Linked DNA regions of Mus musculus: regions 1 and 3 are each linked to region 2. The links are chromatin contacts, called in public HiChIP or PLAC-seq and promoter capture Hi-C maps. All regions are on one chromosome and are shown on one strand. The core of a region is the stretch at or near the end of the contact, and the rest is flanking DNA. Distances in the headings are between cores, read along the strand shown. Region 1 holds the start of Omd (osteomodulin). Region 2 overlaps Cenpp (centromere protein P). Region 3 overlaps Bicd2 (BICD cargo adaptor 2).

Evidence for each region. HiChIP or PLAC-seq counts read pairs in DNA pulled down with a chosen protein or histone mark. Capture Hi-C pulls out chosen DNA fragments and counts their contacts.
Region 1: a contact with region 2 is called in an H3K27ac HiChIP or PLAC-seq map of heart atrium, with 12 read pairs. The contact joins the promoter of Omd here to the enhancer-like site in region 2. A contact is called at or near these places in 7 of 39 promoter capture datasets (the C10 cell line, the HPC-7 cell line, cranial neural crest and 4 more), 4 of 484 Hi-C or Micro-C datasets (the C2C12 cell line, liver, nephron progenitors and 1 more), 3 of 115 datasets of contacts at active chromatin or transcription factors (the NIH/3T3 cell line, embryonic fibroblasts and heart atrium) and 3 of 9 other capture datasets (adipose tissue, liver and pancreatic islet).
Region 3: a promoter capture Hi-C map of adipose tissue shows a contact between it and region 2. The contact joins two enhancer-like sites. A contact is called at or near these places in 1 of 15 datasets of contacts at CTCF or cohesin (CD8 T cells) and 2 of 9 other capture datasets (adipose tissue and pancreatic islet).

The regions. Positions count from the first base shown.
Region 1 is chr13:49,581,165-49,584,233 of GRCm38.p6, forward strand. Omd (osteomodulin) reads left to right here and starts at 1,298. Exons shown (of 3, transcript NM_001360708.1): 1 at 1,298-1,649. The region is part of intron 5 of Cenpp (centromere protein P); the gene reads right to left.
Region 2 is chr13:49,478,726-49,481,801 of GRCm38.p6, forward strand. The region is part of intron 5 of Cenpp (centromere protein P); the gene reads right to left. Among named protein-coding and RNA genes, the nearest start is that of Ecm2, 25 kb to the right of the region's middle. Within about 2 kb of position 1,501, at least 112 of the 459 cell types and tissues checked have an H3K27ac peak or open chromatin away from gene starts, as enhancers often do. A contact at or near this core is called in adipose tissue, heart atrium, liver and 2 more, where this site is marked.
Region 3 is chr13:49,379,971-49,383,138 of GRCm38.p6, forward strand. Bicd2 (BICD cargo adaptor 2) reads left to right here. Exons shown (of 7, transcript NM_001039179.2): 5 at 1-63; 6 at 601-752; 7 at 3,073-3,168. Among named protein-coding and RNA genes, the nearest start is that of Ippk, 40 kb to the right of the region's middle. Within about 2 kb of position 1,366, at least 74 of the 459 cell types and tissues checked have an H3K27ac peak or open chromatin away from gene starts, as enhancers often do. A contact at or near this core is called in adipose tissue, where this site is marked.

The sequences.
Region 1 (3,069 bases), core at 48-2,547, 100 kb after region 2:
GCCAAATGCAACATCATATACACTGCTAGCCTCCTTTAAATTTTCTAGAAACACTTTTGTTTGGGGAACAGGGGTTCTTTGTGTAGGTCTGGTCATCCTGATGACCAGGCTGTTCTGGAACTCAAAGATCTGCTTGCCTCTACTATCCAAGTGCTGGGATTAAAGGTGTGCATCACCACTTCTGGTTCTAGACTTTCAAAAAATGTGCTCTAGTATTAGTGATATATTTTCCTACCTAATCTAGAAACAAGAACAACAGAATCACTATTTTAAGACCACAACATACAATTAATAAAGAATTATATTTAAAAATTAAGTGGCTGATTTTAACTTAATCTTTTAAAAGAACTATAAGGGGACTAAAACAATGCTTGAGAAAAACATACAGATTTGTTCTTCTCCCGAGTGTGAAAGCCTGAGGTTTAAGAACAAAGACAGTAATAGGAAACATATGGAAAAGATCGGTAACTAAATGGAATCTTGGCCCAAGTGCGGTCTGCCACATTTCACATACCAATGTCTCGAGTAATAGACTAGATGTTTACAATGTTGCCAAAGCACCGTTGAAATACTATATACTTTTCTTAAATCTGAAACATTAAAATAAATCCTCTAGGTTACTTATAAAGTCTAATAGAAAACACTGTTTTGAAGAACCAAAACTTCTCAAGCTTGAAAGAATGTCTTTCCAAAAAACTCAACAGCTGATGCCAAGAGACACAGCTAACTCTGTTTAACTATGAAAACATTAGCACAAAAATGTAGCCTTGCAGTAAGCAGGCTTGCTAGCTGCAACTCTTAAGGAGGGCTCCTTCAGCAAATGAAGAAAGTTTCTAAATCCATACAATAAAAGGTAGAAGAAGTGACTGAGCAGCAGAGGCTTTTATTCGATCCCACTTAAAGACAAAGTGGACTATAAAATTATTTTGTGTACTGAGCCGAAAGGCAAGGCACTAGCATACATAGCTGAGGGAATTCATTTCTCTTTAAAAGTTATTAGTAGTCTTTATAAGTGGGAAAGCTGTGCCTTTAATCTGTGAAACCAATGCACTCTACTGCATTCTCAAAGTAAACTAGATGTGAAATGCTGTATGTTTCCACTTCTGATTCTTAGTCAAGAGTCAAAGGAAAGCACTGATGTGAATGCAAGCCTCTGTCAACCCAGGAACCGGATACAATTTTGAATTCCACCTTAAATTGCTGAGACACTGGGCTCCAGGTCACAGTGGACTTTAATCTGAAGAATTCTTTGGCATAAAAATGAAAATAAAAACAGTAATCAGTACATGTTGTTTCATTTAGTCTTGTTTGCCTTTCATATTAAGAGAAAATTCTTGCCACACCTCAAACCAAAATTAAGGAGAAAAGAAAGAAGTTAGCCACATAAATCTGACCAAGAGCACAAACATCTTACTTTGAATCCACAAAATTCTGTATAATGAAAAGAAGTACAAAATTTTAATTCAACCCAAGTGTTTTCCAAGCAGATTGTATTTACTTAAATTGCTCCAGTAATTCAAAGGACAGCCCTGTCTGCACACTGAGTTACTGTGGATTTTTAAGAAACTTCGCTAAAGAATTTAGGCATTTCTGATTCAGTTAAAGGATTGCCAATTCATCAGTCCCTGAAACTAGAGCAATCTCAACAGGTATGATGATAAAGTAATTTTCAACTCTTAAAGTATGTATTCTTACTGTTACAAAAGTGTCTTAGGGTTGCTAAATATTAAATTAGACTGCACTTATCATAAAAGCGCAATCGGGGAAGCAAAATCTGACTAAAAATTAAATTAAAATTTCGATTAAGCAAAATGTTTAAGCAAAAAGACCAGCAAGGTGAGTTTAAATTTCTGATTTAAAATGACTCAATAAGCAATATTTGTTTAGATTATTTTTAAAATAAAACTGGACAAAGGGAAAGAATCTTCGGTTAAAGGAATCAATTTCTCTTTAGTTTCTTGGGTTTGTTTTTCTGCTCTTAATTTTAAATGACAAAAAATTTGCTAAACAATTTTGCTAAAAAAAAATGCTTTGTTGTAATTTTTTCTACTGGGCAAATTTCTGATTTAGAATGTTTGTTTTCATTTGTATCATTCCCAAGACAGGAACATTTTGTCTGGTTATTAAAGGATTCTTAAGTTTAAGTTAATTACGATTTAAATGTATTGTGTATGTATGTATGTATGTATGTATGTATGTATGTATGTACGTATGTATGTATGCATGTATGTATTATTTTAACTGAGACACACTTTTTTTAAAGAGCAAAAGACTAAATTTAAAGTTGTCTTAGACAAGAATTAACAGGTACAGATGATCTTTATATCCTGGCTTCTATGGCCTATCAGTAAAACGGTTAAGAGCTTTAAAACAGTGACATGCTACAATGCTTTTACCTTTAAGTTTCCAGAACTAAGTAAATTATAACACTTTTATTAATTTGGATTAGGACCTACATTCATTTAAAAACATGAGTGTTTTTCTTCAAGTAAGAGAAATGTTATGATAAAGAAACTCTTATTGTGTTATTTGCAAAATTCATATTAATGGATAATTTCTTAAATTTTACATTGTTGCTTTGCTTTATTTTTTCTTCATCTCTCATATTTCTAATAGACAATATAAGTAAGAAATATCACATATTGTTATATAGAAATAAGTACAAAAGATAACAGCTAAGTTCTCTAACTTTTAACCATCTAAAGAAACCAGCATGGTGAATGCCTAGAGAAATAAACATTAACAGAGAAAGGCACTGCTAACAAGCCATAACCTGTGACTTAAGTCACTCATTCCATAGATCTTTGACTGCTTAGAGCAAGTGCACTGCACTGAGGCTTTGTTAAAACCTAGAGACTGGGAAATGAGATGACTCACAGTGAGTTACTCTGATGGTCTCTGAGTTATATTACAAAGAACAGGGCAGAAATTGTAGAATATGGAAGCAAAAGTAACCAAATATGCTCAGCAATGACTAAGAAGAGACTCACTGGGTAAAATGAATTAAAATCACTAAAGAGAAAGAAGGTACCACAGTGGAAGAGAGGAAGACTAGTAAAGGGCAGGATT
Region 2 (3,076 bases), core at 251-2,750:
CGTGCATTAATGCCTTACAGGTAGCCCCTGCCCCGCAGGCAACAGAGTTCAGACTCCCTGCCTCTGAAACTGAAAAGTTGGCACAGGGAGATGATATAGGTACTAAGTGACTGGTAGGAGGGTTGCTCCGTCCTCAGTGACCAGGTATCATCTCTACAGCTTTAGCTCTACCATGAGCTACAGGGAACCCATCAAATTCCTTTTCTACATAAGCTAATATAAACCGATTGCCTACCATCTGTGTTGCTCTGAAAAAGTCTTACTAAAAAACACAAATGAAGAAACCACTTGAGTAAACTGACAGTGACTTTGGCAAACTATCAGCCAACAGTTATCTACCCCATGAATCATTAATTCCAAACCCAAACTGTACCCGTCCTCACACACTCACAGCAATACTATTGATTACAGCTGGAACTGAGCGGGCCTAGGAATAGGATGGTAGATCCTCTGTGGAGTCCATACAGTGATTCGATGAAAGATTTGTGATCATATACACATCACTCCCACAGCCTGTTGTACCCATGAAGGTCTACATGAGGCTGGGCTCTCCACCAGCCAGCAGAGTACTTGTCTAGAAGCAAGGACTGGGAAGAGGACAGGGTTTCTGGAGACGGTTCCACTTCCTGATTTGGGTGGTGGTTATAATACAAACTCCTTTTGTGAAGAATTATTAAACTGTATTTATGATATATGCCCTCTTCTTTGTCTTATTTTACCAAAATTAAAAAGACAAAAGACAGCATGTGTGACTTCTTGATGAAAAAAGCAGACAATGAGTAAAGGAATTTATAACGACAGGCTTGTGATGTGAGCCAAGAACTTCTTGTTCTTCACAGCTGCCGTTCCTTGTCAGCCTTTCAAGGTGCTGAGGGTCTGGGACACTGTGTTATAGGAGCAGGCACCACGCCATCTGCGCTGTGATTAACAGAGGTGGATTTGTTGTTCAGTAAGTTTTATACATGAGCTATAGTTTATATACATGAGTTCTGATTGTGCTCTGAATGATGTTTTTGGGCCCTTTCCATTCTTTTGGGATTTAAATATATAAAAAGAAGTTATCTGAAGGTATGGAGCCCACCTTTTGGCCCATTTACACACAACATTAAGTGCTCCGTATTTCTTTATCCTGAGTTATGGCCACATGCTTTAGTTCAATTGGAGTTGCATTGCATTTTGACATAAATGGGAAAGAGCTACAGCTTAGACATCTTTGTTACATAAAGATTTTAGTTGTAGACATTTGTTTTAAATATTTTTTAGCTTCTATTTGTCTTTTGAAACTTTTCTCCATTAAATAATTCAGCTTGGGTCAATTAAAAGGAAATAATATATTAAAAATAATTCAGTTAGAATGTAGGGTTAAATAAACTTGTAGTAACGCAGAAATTTCCAGAAGTCAAGGCTGACCAAAGAAACTGAAAAGGACTGTAGAGTACTTAGCTCTATTTGGAAACACACAGATGAGGGCTGGGCAGGATAAGGGCCCTGGAGGCCAGGAGGCTTGCATAACAACCACTGTTTATGCAGCCTTGGCCAGCAGCAGCAATGGAAACAGGAGAGTGTGTGCCAAGACAGTCAAGCTGCTGGGTTTGTTTTTTTTTTCTTTTCCCCTTAAAGACCGATTTTAATTTTTTTTTATAAAGTTATACTTCAGTTGCAAATAAATTGGGAACCTATAATGTTTTTAAAAATCAAACATCTTTAACACAATGTTTGTTTACATATTTGTAACAGGGAGAAGACTCCTTATTTACAAGTTCTGAATACTGAGTAGACATATTTTACTGCTTTTTACCATACAGGAAAATACACAGTGGAGAAACTAAAGTTGGAGTCTGAAAACAAGACTCTAGAACAAGTAGTTACACACCTCCTCAGAACGCCCAGTCACTACCTGAAGTTCTCCCAGGGGTATCTGCACACAGATTTGGGTCTTTTCTGCCCTACAGAGTGAGATAATGATGTTCTCATAGCGTGTATGTTAACAGATGGCCGTGAGAAATCATTACCTAATTACAGCAGTGCAGGGCTACAGCGCAGCAAGGACTCCTGAGGAGCTGGCCTGCACATTGTAGAGAAAGAATCTGCTCACTTGTTGGGAATGCAGAGGCGGGAGCAGGGGTTGGGGTGGTGATACCAGATGGTTTGTGTTTATCAGATTAAATATACTATTTAAAACTTATTAATACCCCACAATTAAAAGCTAGTAGCCACCCAGACATGGCGGCACATGCCTGTAATTCTAGAACTTGGGAGGCTAAGATGGAGGATCATTGCGAGACTGTTCTACACAGTGAATTCCAGGACAGCTAGAGCTATAAAGTGAGCGAGACTCTTAGAAAGCCCAAATAAAGACAGAATAGAAACCTGAAAAGCTTTTTAAAAAATCTGAATGTGTAGTGTAGTTCTTTTTTGTTTTTCTCTCTTTCTTGAGACAGAATCTCACTTTGTAGCCACAGCTGTCCTGTAGCTCAGAGATCCAGTGGCTTCTGGCTCCTGAGTGTTGGGACTCAATGTGTAGCCATCAGGCCTAGCTACATGTGGTCCTTTTCAATTTGGAGTATAACAAGATGCAATAAAACAAAGCAGCTAAGACAGGCATTCAATCTGAGATATCATAAACAGCCAGAAATTTAAAAAAAAATTAGGTCTATGTGACACTTAATCTGAAACCTTTACAAGTACAAGTACTTAGACTATTAGGATACCTGATAGAAAAGGCAGACAGTAACATGAGGGGAGAATGTAGAAAACGTGGGCTATTTTGTAAAACCATTTACAAGTTTCCTTTTACCCTTTTTAAAGCATACTATGCATTTTGAAATGATACATTCATATAGTAAACAGAATGAAAATAATTCCCTTACATTTTCACAGGAAGGTAAGCCATTTCATTTACTCATAGCTGCATACAGGGCCATTTTCCATGGCTTCACAGTCGGAATGTGTTATCTGCAGTGAGGTGTATCACTAAATCTGAGTCACACCCTGGCACTTATTCCAGGGTAGGATAGCTCTTCACTCTCCTCTTTAATGTGAGTTACCACTTGCTTTATCTATTTTATTTCTCACT
Region 3 (3,168 bases), core at 116-2,615, 99 kb before region 2:
CTGCTGAGTACCAAGCGGGAGCAGATCACCACACTGCGCACCGTGCTCAAGGCCAACAAGCAGGTGAGAGGAGTGGGAGGGGGCGCTGCCACCAGAGCCTGCTGGGGGGCGCTGCCTCCAGAGCCTGCTGTTGGGAGGGATCACTGCCCACTGCTGCCACAGCCCCTAGGCCTGTGCCATCACCTTGTTGCTGCTGTCTCCTTCCTCAGGGCTTCCAGCCAGGGGATGGAGTGAGTGTGGGGATTAGAGGGTGCTTTAGCCAGAGCTTTTCAGTCATTAAGTACTGCTGCTTCTGTCCACCTTACAGTTGCTCACGCTGTGGTAACAGAGAGCAGTGGTCTGAGTGCCCTGTGGGTTCTCCAGGACAGAGTCTATGGTGCATCATTCTTCCTTGCTAATCAGGGTTGAAGCTAGGACTTACTGAGGCAAACTGGCATGCCAGGAGCATGGCTAGCATTTTGTCCCGACAGCTGCATGAGAAAAAATTTTTTTCAGAGAATTTTTCATGGTCAGCAGTTCCACCTTGGGCCCAGGGTTTCCACCTTGAACACAGGGCCTTACACCCTTCACCACCCCACTTTCTACTTCTCTGTCCCCCAGACAGCTGAGGTGGCCCTGGCCAACCTGAAGAGCAAGTATGAGAACGAGAAGGCCATGGTGACCGAGACCATGATGAAGCTACGGAACGAGCTCAAGGCCCTCAAGGAAGACGCAGCCACCTTCTCCTCCCTGCGTGCCATGTTTGCCACCAGGTACCTGCTACACTGTGATACTCTCCCTTCTGCAGCCTCTCTTCCCTGGAGCTACCTGTTAGCCTTACCCACAGCCTCCAGCCTCATTCCAGAGTCCCACAGGCCTGTTGGTTCAGCACTGTAGTAGCCCTGCCAGGCCCCCAACACAGCTCAAGGTTTGGAGACTACAGCCCAGTCCCAGCATGTGTGTGGGGCTGCCCTTCTCGACTGAGGAGGAGGAAAGTTTATGCGGTCCCAGGGCCCTCAGGTGGCTGCTCCCCAGCCTCCCGTGCCTCTTGTAGGCAGTGCCATTTTGGTAGACATTCAGCAGAGGTGTGCATCCATTTCCCTGTTCCCATTTCCCTCTTCATGACCCTGGATGCTCCATTTCCTGTGCTTTGAGCATAGGAGTCCTAGAAGCAAAGGGCTAAGGGAGTGAGCTCAGGGGATGGGGAGTACAGTTTTGAGGTCTAGTTACCAGTGGTGACAGATGCGGCCCAGACTAGTTTGTTATTCCTCTCCTGTAGTGTAGTCAGGGCTCCAACGCAGCCAGTTTGCCATCCATTCCCAGCCTTCCTGTCAGGGATGGGCAAGCGAGCTTTAGGCCTGGGGTTATGCAGTTTCCTTCCTCTCCCCTGGGGGTTCTTCCTGTGGCCTGGGAAAGAGCAGTCTTAAAGGGTGGAAAACAAGGCCCCTGCCTATCACCCTCCAAAGACAGGTGGTGCCACCTGCTGCTCAGTGTTGGAATGACAGTGTGGGGATGGCAAGGCTGAGCACCGAAACTGGGTCAGCTGGCTGTTTCCTGTAAAGTGTGAAGAAGCTGAGACAGGATGGGCCAGGACCTGTTTCCCTCCCTCCAGCCCCAGTCTCTTAGCATCCCTGCAGGTAGGTCCTGCCAAGGCAGGCACAAGCAGAAGAGTCCAGCATTTCTCTGGACATTTCCTACCAGATCTTAGGGGAAGAAAAACATTTTTTTGAGACAGGTCTCACTATGTAGCCCAGGAACTTGCTATGTGGATCAGGCTGGCCTAGAACTCATGGAACTCTTCTTCCCTCTGCAGCCCACCCCCACTCCCACCCCAAACCCTACCCCACCCTACCCCCTTGGTGGGATTAGGAAAGAATTCTTGTAATTCCTCAGCATCTTGTACAAATCATAACCTTTGAAGTTTGTTCTGTTTATAAAGACCTGACTTTTCTGGTGAATCCGGGATTTCAAACATATGAGGAAGACAGTATGTAGTCTCTGAGGGGAGCTCTTAGGCACCAGCAGGGTGTGGGTAAAGCAGAGCCATGGGTAGCAGAAGGGCAGTGCTTAGAGCCCATGTGTCCACCACCACCTCTAGAGACACTTGCCCAGTGTCTTAAGATTCCACCAGACCCAAACTAGGCAGGTGTGCCGGTGTCACCCAGGGAACCTTGGCCAGGCTCTCTCCCTCCACTCGATGGGGGTGGGGCATGCTGCATCACAGCAGGTGGAGGCTTGGGTGCTCTGATTGTCACTCAGCAAAGGCTTACTAACCACCAGCTACGGTTTGCAGTAGGATCAAGCTCAGTCCTCTCTCAGTTTACACCCAGATCCTGGGAGCTAGTGATGTCCCAGTATCTGAGATACCTTTTTGTTCTTAAAGTGGGAGAGAGCTTACTGGAAGAAAGTCAAATGGATGAGCGCCAAGCCTTGCTTATCAGAACCACTTCAAGCCTGCAAACAAATACCCCCATGTCTTAGGGTTGCTGTAATGAAATACCATGGCCCAAAACTACTTGGGGAGTGTATTTTACCTGATAGCTTCTAGTTAATCAGCTAGGGAAGTTAGGGCAGGAGCCGGTGCAGAGGCCATGGAGGGGTGCTGCTTACTTGCATGCTCCTCGTGGCTTGCTCAGCCTGCTTTCTAACAACACCCAGGACCCAGGCATGGCCCCACCATGGTGAGCTGGGCCTTCCCACATCACTAATTAAGAGAATGTATCACTGGCTTACCCAAAGACCAATCTGGCAGAGGTATTTTCTCAATTGAGGTACCCTCTTCCCAAATGACTATAGTCTCTATGTCAGGCTAACATAGAAAGTAGCCAGCACTCCCCAAGCCTTCTGCCCTCTCTCCCTGCAAAGAAACAAATGCAGTACCACTGAGTTGAAGGTAACCTTGCTGTTCTGTTTGAGCACTGCCTCTCTCGTCCTGGCCATGGCCTTATTCCAAAGGAGCCTTTGCACCAGGAACCAGAACAAGCTTCACCAGCTCTGGCCCCAGCTCAGGCTCCAGGAGAGATGCCTTGGAGTGCAGTGGGCACCCGGGCCTGCTCTCCCTCTCAGCCTCTCAGCTGTGCTTTGTCTCCACAGGTGTGACGAATACATCACACAGCTGGATGAGATGCAGCGGCAGCTGGCAGCTGCCGAGGACGAGAAGAAGACCCTTAACTCTCTGTTGCGCATGGC